3 separate regions of the Gossypium hirsutum genome follow, and all the other regions are linked to region 1. A link is a contact called in public Hi-C data. All regions are on one chromosome and are shown on one strand. The core of a region is the stretch at or near the end of the contact, and the rest is flanking DNA. Distances in the headings are between cores, read along the strand shown.

Region 1 (4,944 bases), core at 1,788-4,287:
GCCCTTATATGAGAAATTGATATTAGGATAGGGGCTTACATTGCAATATGTCATGAAAGTATTCCTACCACATATGAATGTATGCAATTTGTCCATCAAGACAGATTTTAAAACAGATGGAAACTAATTCTAGAACTGTTATATGTACAAAAGGGAGTAGTCTTGCAGTAATTAATTCATCTTGCTGAAACTTTTCAATTTGTGTTGACATTTGTTTAGGTTTAGATTTAATGTTTCATCAGCTGTAGCTGGCTTCTAACTACTTTAATCTTAGATACCACCTTTTAACAGGTATCTGTTGGTTACTTTCTTGCTGACATTGGGATGATCATTTGGTTTTACCCTTCTCTAGGTGGAATAGAGTATGTAAGTATTTAATTTTTTTAATTTATTATAATCTTTCCCCATGTTTTCTTCCTTCCTAGATGATTACAAGTGGTGTTGTATCTGATATGAATCAACCTAATATATTGTTATTTCAGGTCATTCATCATTTTCTCTCCTTAACTGCTGTAGCATATTCTATGATGACTGGGGAAGGTCAGCTATACACCTTCATGGTACTCATCTCTGAGACTACCACGCCTGGGATCAATTTGAGATGGTAATATAAGTATCTTATCTGTTGGTTGTAAAATGCATATAACTTTTGCTCTACATTAAGTATACTTCCTGGCTAATATAGGTATTTTGATACGGCTGGAATGAAGAGATCAAGAGCTTACTTAATTAATGGAGTTGTAATATTTGTAACATGGCTGGTAAGTGAAATCAATTTATTGCTTCTAGACTTATTCCCATACTGTTAATGTTTGCATGAATGTAATAATCATTTTTAGAAAGCTTTTTACATTTTCTTAGTCAATAGAAAGTTTTTTACATTTAATGCACTACCTTTTGCTGTTTTTGGCAGGTTGCTAGAATACTCCTGTTTATGTACCTATTTTATCACGTTTACTTGCACTTTGATCAGGTAAAAGTGTTCCTGGATTGTCATTTAAATGTCAATTTATTATCCTACAATTGTTTCATCGTTACTTTCTCCACAAAACAGGTTAAGCTGGTGCACAGCTATGGGCTACTGTTAATATTTGTCGTGCCTTTTATCCTATCAGTTATGAACTTAATGTGGTTTGGAAAGATTATCAAGGGATTAAGGAAAACATTAGCAAAGAGGCAATGAATGAAACTTCAGGGTGACTGACACATGAAGTTACATTGACAAACAAAAACACTCCTTGCCATTAAGCTCAATGCCCGGTGCTAGGTATTCTCTTTCACCTTCTTTGTTCCTCTGTAAATGGTAGTAAAGGGTATAGGACTGTAGAGCTGTCATGGTTTCTGATTCAATGTGAGAAATCACCTTGTAACGCTGAAGCATGGTTGACTTAATGATTGGATTAGAAATCTGGATAGAAATGGTGAAAATGCCAATGGCTGTTTTTTTATCAGTTGTCAAGTCGTTAAATCTTGGTACTGTGTTTTTAGAGAATGATTCATTTCGTTTGGTATTAAAGAAAGATGAAAGGTGCCAATTTTAAAGACAAACATCTTACCGAAGTCCTTAAGAGTGTTTGGTGTTAGTCTAGTATCATGAGTTCAGTTAGATCCGGCGACTTGTGAATGCGTAGATAAAAGTGTCATAGAGGCTCCTGTACTAGGTGCGGAATTATATTTTGTCCTTTCTATTTAAAAAATGGACAAATTTGTCTTTGTACATTAGATTAAAGAGCAAACTTATTTTTTTGTTAAAAATTCCATCCATTTTTACTATTTAAACTCAATATGGTTGACAGAATAAGTAAACAGAGACACGTGGCATGCTACAGTATCTCATCCTGACCTGTAGGGACTAATTTTTAACAATAGAAATAGATGAAATTTTTAATAGAATGATTAGTTTACTATCTGACCAGGGACTAATTTGCCCATTTGAGTAGAGGCAAATTGCAATCTTATCCCTAATACAAGGTCCTCCGTGGTATTTTTACCGTATGTGAATTGGTATTTTTTTGGTAGTTTGATATAAACGCAATGTACACCATTTAAGGTCAAAAGGCACTTATCACCGCAACCTCATCGCTAATTGGGTGGGAAAAAAACCCTGAACTTTTGTGGTTTAAAATTGTTATTTTGTAAAATGACACTATAACATTCATCTCTAGATTTGTCGTAGGCTAACCTTGATGCCGATTGTGTTGATAATTGGGCTATAATTTCGTTTCTAATTTGTAGATCTAATGTAACACAAATGGGTGCCTTTGCTTGATATGAAAAAATTTAATCAAATGATTAAAATTCATGTTACTTTATAGCTTATTCATTTGATTAAGAAAATTTTCATTGTCACTCATTTTCGTGCTTCAGAAGAGATGGGAGTTGTTGGCATCACTAGTAATTATCTCAAAAATCATGCTCTTCTCAATAAATGGATTCGGAGGTTTGGAGATGAGAGACTTTGTTTTTGGAGAGAGACATTATCGCCACAAAATACGGCCATGGGTTGATGAATTTGCATCCACAACCTAATTGTCCTATTGGAGTGTCCTTTGTGTGGAAAGATATCACTAGAGGGATCATATCATGATATTCTTAAAAATGAGTTTATGCTTGTGGTATAGGAAAGGTAATTGTATTGATTTTGTTAGAAATTTTATTATGGATAGCGGAAGTTTAAAAATTTTCATAAAATCAAACCTCTGTTGTATTATTTATGGTTATAAAATTTACCAAATTTAGTACATCAATTAATTCAATTAAATTATTTTTTCAACTAAATTTTAATTTCGTTAAAGTCATGATATTGGAATATATGATTAAATAAATTTAATTGTGATTTTTAATCATAAAGTTTTGGTTGAAAACCAACTTTGTGAGAACTTCAAATTTAGACTTGGCAAGCATATGCGAAGTGGCATAAGGATGGGATACCCATTGAAGATATCTCTTAATTTATGAACACTTTTGTGTTGTCGTGCATCAAGAGTGCATGTAAGGATGTTGGAAAGTGGGTTGTGCCCCTAGTACCTTAATGTAGATGGCTCCGCTATAAGTTAGCCAAGACCTACAGGAGTCGGAGGTATTTTGCGTGATGAGACTAGTAAGGCAATGTCAACTTTTCTGAGCCCCATAGGATTTACTTGCGCAAGTTGTTGTTATACGTGAAGCCCTACGCTTGTGTGTGACTTCAAATTGGAAAAGTTGATACAAGCTTAAAGATGTGATTGGAAAGATTCATTTACTAGCCTGAGTCCTCATCTTACAAAATTAGGAGTGCCTGAACCTGATAACTTAGTCCTAATTCACTCGTAAGACTGACTTAGTAAGCTAGTCGTTGTAAGGCTTAGTAAGAATAACTTAGTAAATATAAATATAATAATTTTAAAGAATAGAGTCTCCTTTGAGTACATTAACAAGTTAGCAAGAGGGGATCAATGATAAGGGAGTCGATAGGGCTATGAAGAAGGTGAGATGACGGGAAGGTGATCCTACAGATGTCTGAGATATGGTTGTTAACGGATTAATGGAGGAGCATATATCTTTAAAGGATAAACTCCTTAGTTGGATATCAAATGAGAGGGAAAAGGAAGAGTGTGATGGTGATGACGACGACGAGGAGGAGGAGAATGACAACGATTTTGAGGTACTAGATAGAGATGTTATCATTAGGGTAGTTGATGGAATACTAGGCATAAGATTTTCTAAAAAGATTCATGCTATGATTTATTAGAGTATGTCGAAAGCGATTATTATTAGGTTTCTTATCCGTAAGATTGGTTTTAGTGCGTTGTGCAGTAAACTTTATGATATATGGAAACAGGTTCAAGGACTCGGAGAATGATTATTATTTGGTCAAGTTCAAGTGCCAGGCTATTAGAGGGACCTCGATATCTATGGTCAATACTTAATAGTTTAAACTTGGTCACCTTTTCAACTTCACAAGATTAACCGTATAAAGTGGTTGTATGGATACGTCTTCTGGGCTTTTTCGGGGGTGATGCATGAAAAGAGTTTGCTACTTCAGTGAGTGGTATCATTGGTTAGGTTATCATAGTAGATGATAACACAAAGGATGGGTCTAGGGGTCGATAATTAGTATCGATTTTGGAGGCCCTCAAATTTCTAAAATTTAAAGAATTAAGTATGAGGGTTTGCCAAATGTTTTCTCTGAGTGTAGATTATATGGTCATATGAAAAAAGTTTGCCTCAAAACTTAGGGGAGTTAATGACAACAATGTGGAGGAAGAGTGAAAAAAAACCAGCTGCAGTGGAGCTTGATAGATGGGAGGAGGCAAAAGCATTTAGATCCTGAATGGTGGTTGTCTGTAATCCCAGGAGATAGTCAAGACCGAACACACGGTCGGGATGTTTACTAATTCCAAAATTTAGGATTCAAGATTTAACATTATCGTTCATTTAAATGAAAAGGGTATACTACAAAATGTTTAATTTTAGGCACCAAAAATTAAAAAAATATATATTCAAATTAGGCATCGTCATTAACAATCGTTTTTATTTTAGTCACTCAACTTAAATAGGTTTTTACTTTAGTGTCACTTTTCGTTAATTCAAAGTTATTATATACTTATTTAGTCATCCAATTTTAGGGCTAGTTCTCCACTATTGTTGTAGTAGAAAAGTGCTTTGAAAAAAATGTGATTTGTTAATTTAAAGTGTTCCTCATTACTATCAAGAAGTGTTGTGGGAAGTTAAAATATCTATTTTAGACATGGTGCTGAGAAGTAAAAAAATAAGTTAAATGATATTTAAATAATTTAATATACTAATACATGAAATATAAAATTTAAATACTTTTTAAGCAATTAATATAAATTATTTGTAAAGTTTAATTTAAACATATAAACCATATTAGAGAAAATTAATATTTTCTTATTAATTTACATGCTTATTGCTAAATGTCAAGGTAAAACTTAAAAGAAGACG
Region 2 (4,944 bases), core at 1,337-3,836, 94 kb after region 1:
TTAGAATTGCGTTCTTTCTTTTTTTATTGTGTTATCATGTTGAGAATTCAAATCTCTCCCAAAAGACAATTTTAGTTCTAATAGATGGCATAAAATCTGATGACAAATTCTTCAACTTAGCTAATCATGTATGATCAAAATGGATTTAAAGGCACAAAATGTAACTGAGGGTTCAAGGTTACAAAAGAAAGGATAGTCTAGGCCAAATAACTATTTGAAGGCAAACCAAGAACCATTTCTTTCCATAAGGAACTTCCTAGTTCTTCTGTTTTTTTCATTTCACTCATTTCATTTCTTTCTTCTTGTTTTGTTTTCTTTATTCACACTTTTCTTTCCCTTCTTTTCATTTTCACCTTTTGTTGTTGCCTCTCGAAATGAGTTCAAAACTTCCAAGCTCTCTTACATTTGCAGCCATATCTTGAGGCTCCAATTTCACAGCATAATGAAAACCACCGACTCATTTTTTAGACACCTAATTTTGTACTAGACACCAAAAACTCGATTGTCCTTAATCTAAGTCCCTAGGTTTTGCTTAAATTGAGTCTCATAAAATATACTGAGACCTTTGGCACGTTCAAAAGGAACCTAAAGATCCCAATAAAGGAGTTAATAGGAGAGGTAAAATTGGAAGGCTCAAATTAGAAAAGTCAACCATGCATCCTTAAAGTGAAAAGTCAACATTTTGAGAGAGTTAAAATGGACGAGTTAAATGAGCTTAATGAGTGGGAGAAATGGAAGTAAGAAGGGGGCAAATTATAGTCCCATCCTATGTTGCTCGAACTCTTCATTTTTCTTTTAAGTACACATGTTCGACACTCGTGTCCAACAAATGGATACATATAACCCCTAAAGATCTTCCAAATACATGAAAAAACATAGAAAAATCTAACCATGATTGTGTCAGATACATATATGCATCACTCACACCTAAACACAAGTAACATAAGTTCCACCCATTTCCATCTGTAGGCTAGGCACATCACGCATGTACATCATCAAATGCAACTTGCCTAAAGTGGTCTAAATTGCTTTTCTTGTATGGCACTAAGGTATAGTGCAGTAAGGCGTACACCTCGTGCCTTAGCATTAGACAACAAAAGCACCTCAGACCCTTTCTCAAGAGGTCCATTTGATAATTGATCAAGCACGCACTTGGTTCATCTAGTCGCTCTCTTTGCAAGGCAATAGGCACAAAAAAGAAAAGCCCACCCAACCAAGGTTATCTTTAATTTCTATTATTTTTCACATTTTTTGTTGCATATACCTTCACTAGTAAGAAAGGAATAGAATCCAATTATATATTCCTCAATTATTTGAGTATTCAACATACAAATGGACCATCTTGACCAATAAAAAAAAATTACATGTTTTGTAGATAAACTAGACCATATATGTGATATATCTATCACATATATATATTAAGCTTTATATGTATATATATGACATATATACATTGATAAATTCATAGACAGACACATTCAAAGTTTCACCCATGGACATATTGCGCTTTACTTCATTCAAGTTGGAATCTTTTTTTCTTTTTCTTTTTTTGCCTTACGCCTAGAGGCAATATAAGGGTCCTAGTGCCTAGAGAGCACCCTAAGGCACAAGGCCTAAGCGCATGCCTTAACAACACCAGCTGAACCCATTTCCATGCCATTGCAACTCAAAAAAATAAATAGAAGTTACAAGTGCCCTCAAAACAAAAATTCGATTTACTACACTAAGAAGTAAGAAATAAAACTTAGTTTGAAAGATCTCAACTATTTTATCAAAAGAAGTTGCAGACTTGGTAGCTGTTATGTACTCATAAATGATTAAAACTGGAGAAAATCAAAACCAACAATTGATTTTCCAGAAAGTTGAATCTTTAATTTATAGATTCTTGAAAACATTATTTTTTTGTAATTCCAAACACGCTTTAAGAAAATGAAACAACTTGACATAAAATTAAGAATTCCACAAACTTCACTGAACCGGGAATGAAGCTAAGAAAATAATATTCATCTCAATTCATAAATCTCCCAAATTATTCAAATAAATAAATAGAAAAAGGGGTAATTTGTACCTTTATCAGAGACCTTGGAAAACACTAAATCAGCAGAAGTAAGCATCAAAGAAGCTAAATCCAACCATCTTCCCATCACTATACACTCTTGCGCTTCCATACAAAGCCTCGTCACTTGCGGCTCCGCAACCTACCACCATAGTTGAGCAAAAAATAATTAATGAAAATTTGAAATTTCTGATTTAAGAATTTCTTTTTGGAAAATAAACTGAGGTTACCTCTGGACCAGCATCGGCCCAAGCGAGTTCGGACGTGAAGCGGACGACAGCGAGAGCGGGATCATCTTCGGAGGTTGGAACGACTGTGGTCATTGTCGTTTTGCAGCTCTCTGTAAAACCCTAGCTTCCTTTGGTAGGGGACGACAAAGGAGACAGAAGAGCAGCAAGAGAGCGAGTGGAAAACCCTCAGTTTTTTTTTTTTTTTAAAGTCATTATTATTTTAAAGATGTAATATATATATATCTTTTTTGTTTAGTTATATTTTTAAGGAAATTGGATTGGTATGGACAGTTAAAATCCAGACCAGATCCAAAAAAACTGAAAAGTATTGATCATAAAACGGCGTCGTTTACAGGTAGCTTAAACCCAAAGTAATAATGAGAGGGGGCGGTGGGTAGATAAAAGAGAAAAGTAAGATCTATAAGATAAGTTGTTTATCTTTTTCTACAAAATCCCAATCTCTGACGTCAACAACTGAATCCCATTTCTCTAAAAGGTCTGTTCTTCTTCTTCTTCTTCTTCTTCTTAATATCTACTTTCTTGGTTTTTAACATACCCTGTGTTAGTTTTTATGGGTCTCTCTCTGTGTATTTTAAGTGTTGTTACATGTTTTGTCTTAAGCTTTAATTCTTTGTTCTAAGAACGGATTTGCTATTGTAATCACGGAAAAGCCTGGAATTTTGTGTTGAGGCAAAGATAAAATTAAAAAGAATTTGGGGGCGGAAGATTATTTTTTTTGTGTGTGTGTTCAAATGATTGACTTTTTGGAGAGGATAGAAATGCAATTTGTTTTCGTTAAAATGGACTAAATTAAACTGTTAATTTTTGAAAGGGATTAAAAGTGCAATTATACCATTTAACCCTGGCTTCCACCCTGATTGGAGTATAATTATTTTTTATATACACCACAGCAGTGGAGTTCAAAAACTATTTGTTTTACCAGATTTATGCACTTCTATTTGTTCATGTTGGTTTAACTATGGTAAGAAACCCAATGTTGAGTTATACTAAGTTTGTATAGTTAGATAAATCAACAACTAAAAGGTATAACTATGTTCCTCCGACTCATCATTATCCTTGAACTATCTTTGTCCGACTTATATAAGGGTATGCCCCTTTAAGAAGAATACAAAAAATTGATCCTTAGTCCAAGCAACATAGGGGTATAATACAACTCTCCATACTTGAATCTTAGGTGCAAAAGCTGGTTGGACTGTAATGTTTTTGCTAGGTCATGTGAGTTTATAAACTTGGAAAGTATGGATGTGTTCTGTAGATTGTTCACAATTTAACTGGATGACTTGAGTTAGAATATGTATTTTAGCATTTAGACTTTTTTTGTATTTTAGACTCTGGGTATGGGAGACTGTTTGCCTAGATATCCAATCCATTGAATTGTTTGGGTTGTTCCCAAATAACGAAGAGAAATTTTTATGTGGAATCATGAATGGTTAACTAATAGCGCCGAGCATGAAGTTTGCATGTTATATTAATAAGTTTGCTTGATCATGTCATTTGATACTTATTGCAGGCCCCTATCAAAAAAGGGAATGAATTGAGGAGGTTGGAGGAAACATGGAGGCTGACTTGATTAAGGAAAATGATAGAAAACGATCATTGCATGAAAACCATGGGTTTTCAACTAATTCTGATTCTTTCTCGATAGCCAATATTGAAATGCAAGGTAGCTTTGTAGAATTAAATGAGTCGCAAGCTTCATTTGTGGGAACTTTCGAGACAGGCAAGGATGCAGCCCAGATTTTTCAGAAACAAGGTCAGCGATTAGAAAGAAAAGCAAGTTTAGGAAAAGGATGGAGCAGCTTGATTCCTCGGACTGTAGTGATCAAAGTCAGATTGATAAGCATCCTGAGGAAGTTGGCCTTACTAACACTGATCAAACGAATACTGTTTCAGGTCCAACTCTATCGGATGAAGGGAATAGTGAAGAAAAGATTGATTCATTTGATGCAAATGAAACAAGTGATGTATCTCTTGCTATTGTTAAACCTCCTGTTAGTCAATCGAGGAAAAAGCTGCTTGTTCTTGATTTGAATGGGTTACTTGCCGATATAGTCTATAATCCTCCAATTGATTACACTCCAGATGCACTCGTTGCAGGACGGGCCAGTAAGAACTTGGTTTCAGAAACTTTATATGCTTGTTAATGCTTTTTACATTCTAACTATTTTTAAAACTAATTGGAAATTTGCTTATTTTCTTCCAGTTTTTAAGAGACCCTACTGTGATGAATTTTTGAAGTTCTGTTGTGAGAGGTTTGAAGTTGGTATCTGGTCTTCAAGAAACAGGTACTTCTCATTTTTTTTCTTTTGGAAACAAATAATTTATTGCCTTCTCTTAGTGCTAGATTGTTGCCATGGAGAATTGATGTATCATCTTAGTTGCTGGAATTTCGAACTTTCGCAGGAAAAATGTGGAAAGATTTATTGATTTTCTGATGGGAGATATGAAACAAAAATTGCTGTTTTGTTGGGTAATTATGGCCTGTTTCATTTTACTTTCTGTTAAACCATGCAATCTGCATAATTCTTCTTTATATTTTTGTTTTCTCTCTTCTAAGTCATCTTTGATAGCATCGCCTTGTCTTTATCCATAGTTAAGAAAATGTTCAAGCTAAAAGCAGTCAAGATTGATGGTTGC
Region 3 (4,944 bases), core at 736-3,235, 65 kb after region 1:
AATAATTTACTTTTTTTTTTCTATGTTTGATCATTGTGAAAAGAATTCTAAAATAAAATCTTGCAAGGATAAATTTAATATGAGAAATCACTCAAAATTGGTTGGTATCAATATTGTTGCCTATGTAAGATAACGCGAGTTCAAGCGCACTGTAGCTCATTTATCATCCTATTTAAAAGCTGGGGAGGGACTATAGATAATTCTAAACATTTGTATCAATTCAAAAAAAATAATAATAATAATCCAAACAATCCATATGATGTATCATATTTTTTAAAGATAAATATATATATATTGAAAGTGATACAATATCAAACCATTACGACAGAGACTGTTTAAGGAATGATAAAGTAGAATCAAACCATTACAGTACGACCAAACTAAAGTCAACAAACTAGATTAACTGGACTAAACCCACACATGACAACCGCACATGATGAGACTTTGAAACCCACATATATAATTGCGAATGATGGATCTCGAATATGAATACTCAAGATCTAAGACTTCCACCTTTACCAACTAAACCAAAGTATGATTGACAAAAATATTTATATTTGAAGTGGAAGCATTTTAAGTTATTAGTCCTATAAAGTAAGAAAAAAGTTAAATAATTATGAATAACATGAATTGCAAATTGATTTCATTAAAGAAAGATGGTAAAATATCAAAATGTGGCCTAACCTATAGCATAGTTGAGAGATTGGATTTTCCATATGTGAATTAATGGATAAATAATGAATAAGCAAATTATAATTTGTAAATCCAATTAGAATTGTCTAATAGCCTATTAATGGATAAATAAGATGTTGATTGGCAACTCATGATTATTGAATAGCATTTCAATGTCTTCATTCATTTAAAATAAATTTGCATATGCGATTTTTAATTTTAAAAAAATTAGGTAAGCTATAGAATTAATATTTTTTTTAGTCATCCAACTATAAAAATTTTCAATTTAATTACTAACATTTTAGATCATTTCTATTATGGTCACACACGTTTTATATCATTTCTATATTGATCGAAAAAAAAAAGTCGCTTATATGATTTTTAACTTTTAAAGAAAAAAACTAGGGAATGCTATAGAATTAGTCATCCATTTTTGTTTTAGTTACCTAACTTTAAAAATGTTCAATTTAATCACTAATATTTTAGATCATTTCTATTATAACCACACATTTTAAATTATTTCTATTTTGGTCATATTTCGTTAAATGGTTAACTAAAGTGATGATGTGACCTTTTTTTTAAATTGACATAATAACAAATTTAGTCCTCAATATTCATATATTCAATCAATTTAATCCTATTTCTAAATAATTCAATAAATTTAACACTCAATATTTACAAATTCTATCAATTTGATCCTCAAACACATATAATTAAGTATAAATTATATATTAGAAAGCCTCGAACAACTCTATATAATTGAAAAACTAGTATAAAATTGATGTATTGGCCATGAAAGCACTTAATCTATTAAGGTAAAGAACATTATTTATGAGAATGCATTTGATTATAAAATCTTTTGTATTGTAATTTTTCAAAAACTGAATTTAGTGGCAAGTATACTAATTTTTAAAAATACAAAAAAATGAAGAAATTATCACTACAAATATGATAAATTTAAATTCGCTTATTGTAAATATCAAAGATAATAACTATTTCTACAAATATAAAAAACCGAATTGTGTCCCTTTTTTTGTTCTTTGTTTCGTATCTTTGTTTGGAGAAATACCCACTTTCGCAAGCACTTCTTCACTTCCACTTTAATTTTTAAAACTAAAATTTATCGTCGGTCTAAATGACCGAAATGCGTTGCATGCACTTAGCCCCGCCTATATTATTATATATTAATAATTAAAGTACATTATTCCATTTGATTTAATTATAAAAAACGAAATATTAACACAACACATTCCAAGTTAAAAGAAATTAGAGAAATTTTCGGACCTACCATTAGCGTCTTCCTATAAACTTGGTAAGGTAGGCATTATTTCACCAACCCCACCAATACCTTTGATTATTTATGGATAAAAATACAATGGGAGACTTTTTATTATGATTAATTCCATAAGATTAAAAATCACATTGATCTTTATATTAAAAATTCCATCTATTTTTATTGTTAATCATCTCAATTTTTAACAGTAAAATGAAAAAATATTCTTAATAAAAACAATTTATTACAATGATTAATTTACCTTTTTTAGATTAATTTATAGATGTATCACTTAATAAACTTTCTAACATAATTCATGAACCTACTCGGGTCAACTTCAATGATTCATTTTACTATTTCATAAATAATAATAGAATATTAAGAAATATTATATTATTTTATCATTTACTTCAAAAAGAATTACTATCAATAATATCTACTATATTAATTAGCAAAAAGAACATCACTCACGATGATGATAATAATATTAATAAAATAAAATCCAATAAATAATTGCAATAGTGGACACTACCCCAACCAAATTCCAAACTTACCTTCTTTTCTTATCTCTAAAATAAAATACTCTTTTTCACGACATCACATGGAAACACTATCATCTAATATATCAAGAATTATTAATAGTAAAAATACTATTGAAACCTAGATTGCATTTTGCGTTAAAATATTCTTTTACCATTAAAAATATGATATGTATATTTAATGTTGCCGTGTCAATTTTTAAATGAATGGTCAATTTATTTTTTCATCTAATATATAGAGACTAATTTACCCATCTTTTTAGTTAAAGGGCAAAATACAACCCCACCTCAACTACAAAAGCCTCCATGATACTATTACCAATTATTAATACATTAAACAAAATTGTGAAATGAAAAAATAATACCGACACAAACAAGATCAAGAATTGCATGCAGTGTCAAAATTTTTCGACTAGATCATATGATTTAAAGAAAAACCAAGTAGTTCGAATAAAATGGTTTTGCCCTACTCACAACCGGATCTATTGCGGATAAACAAGATTTATCTAACAAAAAAATGGCTTTAAAAAAAATAGATATACATGACTTAACGAATTGTTGTACCCTGCCCAGCTGGTATACCTACTTCAATAACCTTGTTTGCTTGAATGGTGCTGATAAGACTGGCAACATTGCCCTGGTGAATGAAATGGGTTGGGTTGCTAAGTATAAACAAGAGTTCAATAAAATAAGAGACTCATACTCCTTTGGACATGATAATATTTCACTACAAAAAAGATTAATCTATGCAGATAGTAATTACGGACAAGCAGAAACAACAGGGATATGTTTTCGACTATGCCCAACAAAAATACGAGTTTTCAAACAGTTCGATATTAAAAAAAATTAAATAAATAAACAAAGCATCTATTGTATGAAATACTTTACCCTCCATGTTTCTAGTTTTGATCGAAGAGACAGCCATTGATGCGGGCCAAAAATGTGCTCGCTGCAGCGGCTGCATGTTGAATGAAGAAATGAAACCAGACAAACTTAAATCACACATCACCAGAAGGAGAGAACTAACAGCTTACCTTACAATCACAACCTGATTCATCTGATCCATTTTACAGTCCATTAGTTTAGCAGTTATTGCCTTAACAACCCACAATTCCACCTCGTCATCATTGATCTACAAAGAAAAAAGCCTAGATTATGGCATCATGCATCAAATGTGGTCAACAGATAGCTAAGCAAATCTTACCCTAAGAGTATCCTTGATGAGAGCATATGGAATTTGTCCGGATTCATTTAAGCCAAGATCAACCAATGATATCAATCTCATCTTTGTTATACAATCTTCATGAACAAGACCTGAACCATGGAAAGTAATAATAATATCAAATTTGCCCATGAAATATCCCATTATAATAGGTAAAAAGAAAGATAGAACATTACCATAACTTTTCATTAAGGTCGAATTAGCAGCCTGAAATTCGAGGTAGGCGTCCAACTTCTGGGTCAAAAAGATCTTCAGAAGCTGATAGACCAATGCGTATTTAGAATCCTTCTCCAATTGTGCTACAGCAGGAATATCTAATAGATCACACTGCAAAAGGACAACAAAAATTAGTAACTAACCCTAAGCTTAAAAAAGAAGAATGCAGTATATAAAATGGAAACAAGATAAGCCAAATATTTAAAGAGCTCTAAGGATGGAAGCCATAGAGAAAAGTTGTAAACTCCGGGAAAAAAAAAAAAAAAAAAAAAAGAGGGCAGCGAAGTAGGGGTTTGTTTTTCTATAAGATCTTCGAGATGGGTATTGTTTTATTAACTGATTTATGTATCTGATTCCACAAGCCCCACGATTGGGAACTAATGATTGGCTTTATCTAGAAAGATTTTGGATTTGCTCATAATTGATCAAATTATATCACAATTTAGAATCAATTTCAACATATTCCGTACAGAATATTTATATACTACATATTACATATATAAAAGGGCACCCTACTTTTCAAGAGGATGAGCCGATGTCCAGCCTTGGTAAGATTCTTCGCTTTGCATCTTAATTAAACCATATGCTCCATTGTGAGTTGCTTAAGCAATCCCAATCAGCCCCTCTCATGGTGACAAAACAAATAGGTACTAGTTATACCAGAATTGATGGTTATCTTCGTTCATTAGAAATTGGATGGGATCCTTAGCGGGCGAGGAAATAAACCGTTTCATAGAAATATGGTACAAATTATTTTTTAGCTCTTACTAGTGTGTGTGCTTCATGAGGAGAAGACTGAGCTTCATGCAAATAAAATGGAGAAATGTTTGCATTCGGATCAGCTAGGATCTACAACATTAATATGATAGTAAAATACCTGAAACATGTCTGGAGCCTTCACAAATTCTATGACAGAACGAACAGCTTCCTCCTTGGCTTCACTAATTATATACGAGTCCTCACCAGAGAAAGTTGCCAAGTACTTGGTCAAGAATTTGAAAGAATCCTTTCCGGAGCTGGAT

The links. Hi-C and Micro-C count contacts between places; a contact is called where the count stands out from the background.
Region 2: a contact with region 1 is called in a Hi-C map of leaf, with 2.7 times the contacts expected there. The contact joins the promoter of LOC107888529 here to the enhancer-like site in region 1. A contact is called at or near these places in 4 of 34 Hi-C or Micro-C datasets (callus, leaf and petal).
Region 3: a Hi-C map of hypocotyl shows a contact between it and region 1, with 3 times the contacts expected there. The contact joins two enhancer-like sites. A contact is called at or near these places in 13 of 34 Hi-C or Micro-C datasets (cotyledon, hypocotyl, leaf and 1 more).

The regions. Positions count from the first base shown.
Region 1 is chrA09:2,211,819-2,216,762 of Gossypium_hirsutum_v2.1, forward strand. LOC107943806 (TLC domain-containing protein 4) reads left to right here. Exons shown (of 11, transcript XR_001696064.2): 6 at 292-366; 7 at 483-604; 8 at 686-761; 9 at 914-973; 10 at 1,055-1,267; 11 at 2,368-2,741. Among protein-coding and RNA genes, the nearest start is that of LOC107943806, 6.5 kb to the left of the region's middle. Within about 2 kb of position 3,038, at least 3 of the 9 cell types and tissues checked have an H3K27ac peak or open chromatin away from gene starts, as enhancers often do. A contact at or near this core is called in hypocotyl and leaf, where this site is marked.
Region 2 is chrA09:2,306,114-2,311,057 of Gossypium_hirsutum_v2.1, forward strand. It overlaps LOC107888529 (ubiquitin-like domain-containing CTD phosphatase 1), which reads left to right and starts at 2,587. Exons shown (of 8, transcript XM_016812670.2): 1 at 2,587-2,782; 2 at 3,818-4,060; 3 at 4,201-4,413; 4 at 4,511-4,592; 5 at 4,711-4,777. The coding sequence starts at 3,862. LOC107939130 (eukaryotic translation initiation factor 3 subunit M) reads right to left here and starts at 2,498. Exons shown (of 10, transcript XM_041077609.1): 1 at 2,287-2,498; 2 at 2,069-2,198. The coding sequence starts at 2,379.
Region 3 is chrA09:2,277,501-2,282,444 of Gossypium_hirsutum_v2.1, forward strand. LOC107939130 (eukaryotic translation initiation factor 3 subunit M) reads right to left here. Exons shown (of 10, transcript XM_041077609.1): 5 at 4,800-4,938; 6 at 3,883-4,033; 7 at 3,689-3,798; 8 at 3,519-3,616; 9 at 3,373-3,442; 10 at 2,876-3,121. The coding sequence ends at 3,032. Among protein-coding and RNA genes, the nearest start is that of LOC121206592, 13 kb to the right of the region's middle. Within about 2 kb of position 1,986, at least 1 of the 9 cell types and tissues checked has an H3K27ac peak or open chromatin away from gene starts, as enhancers often do. A contact at or near this core is called in hypocotyl, where this site is marked.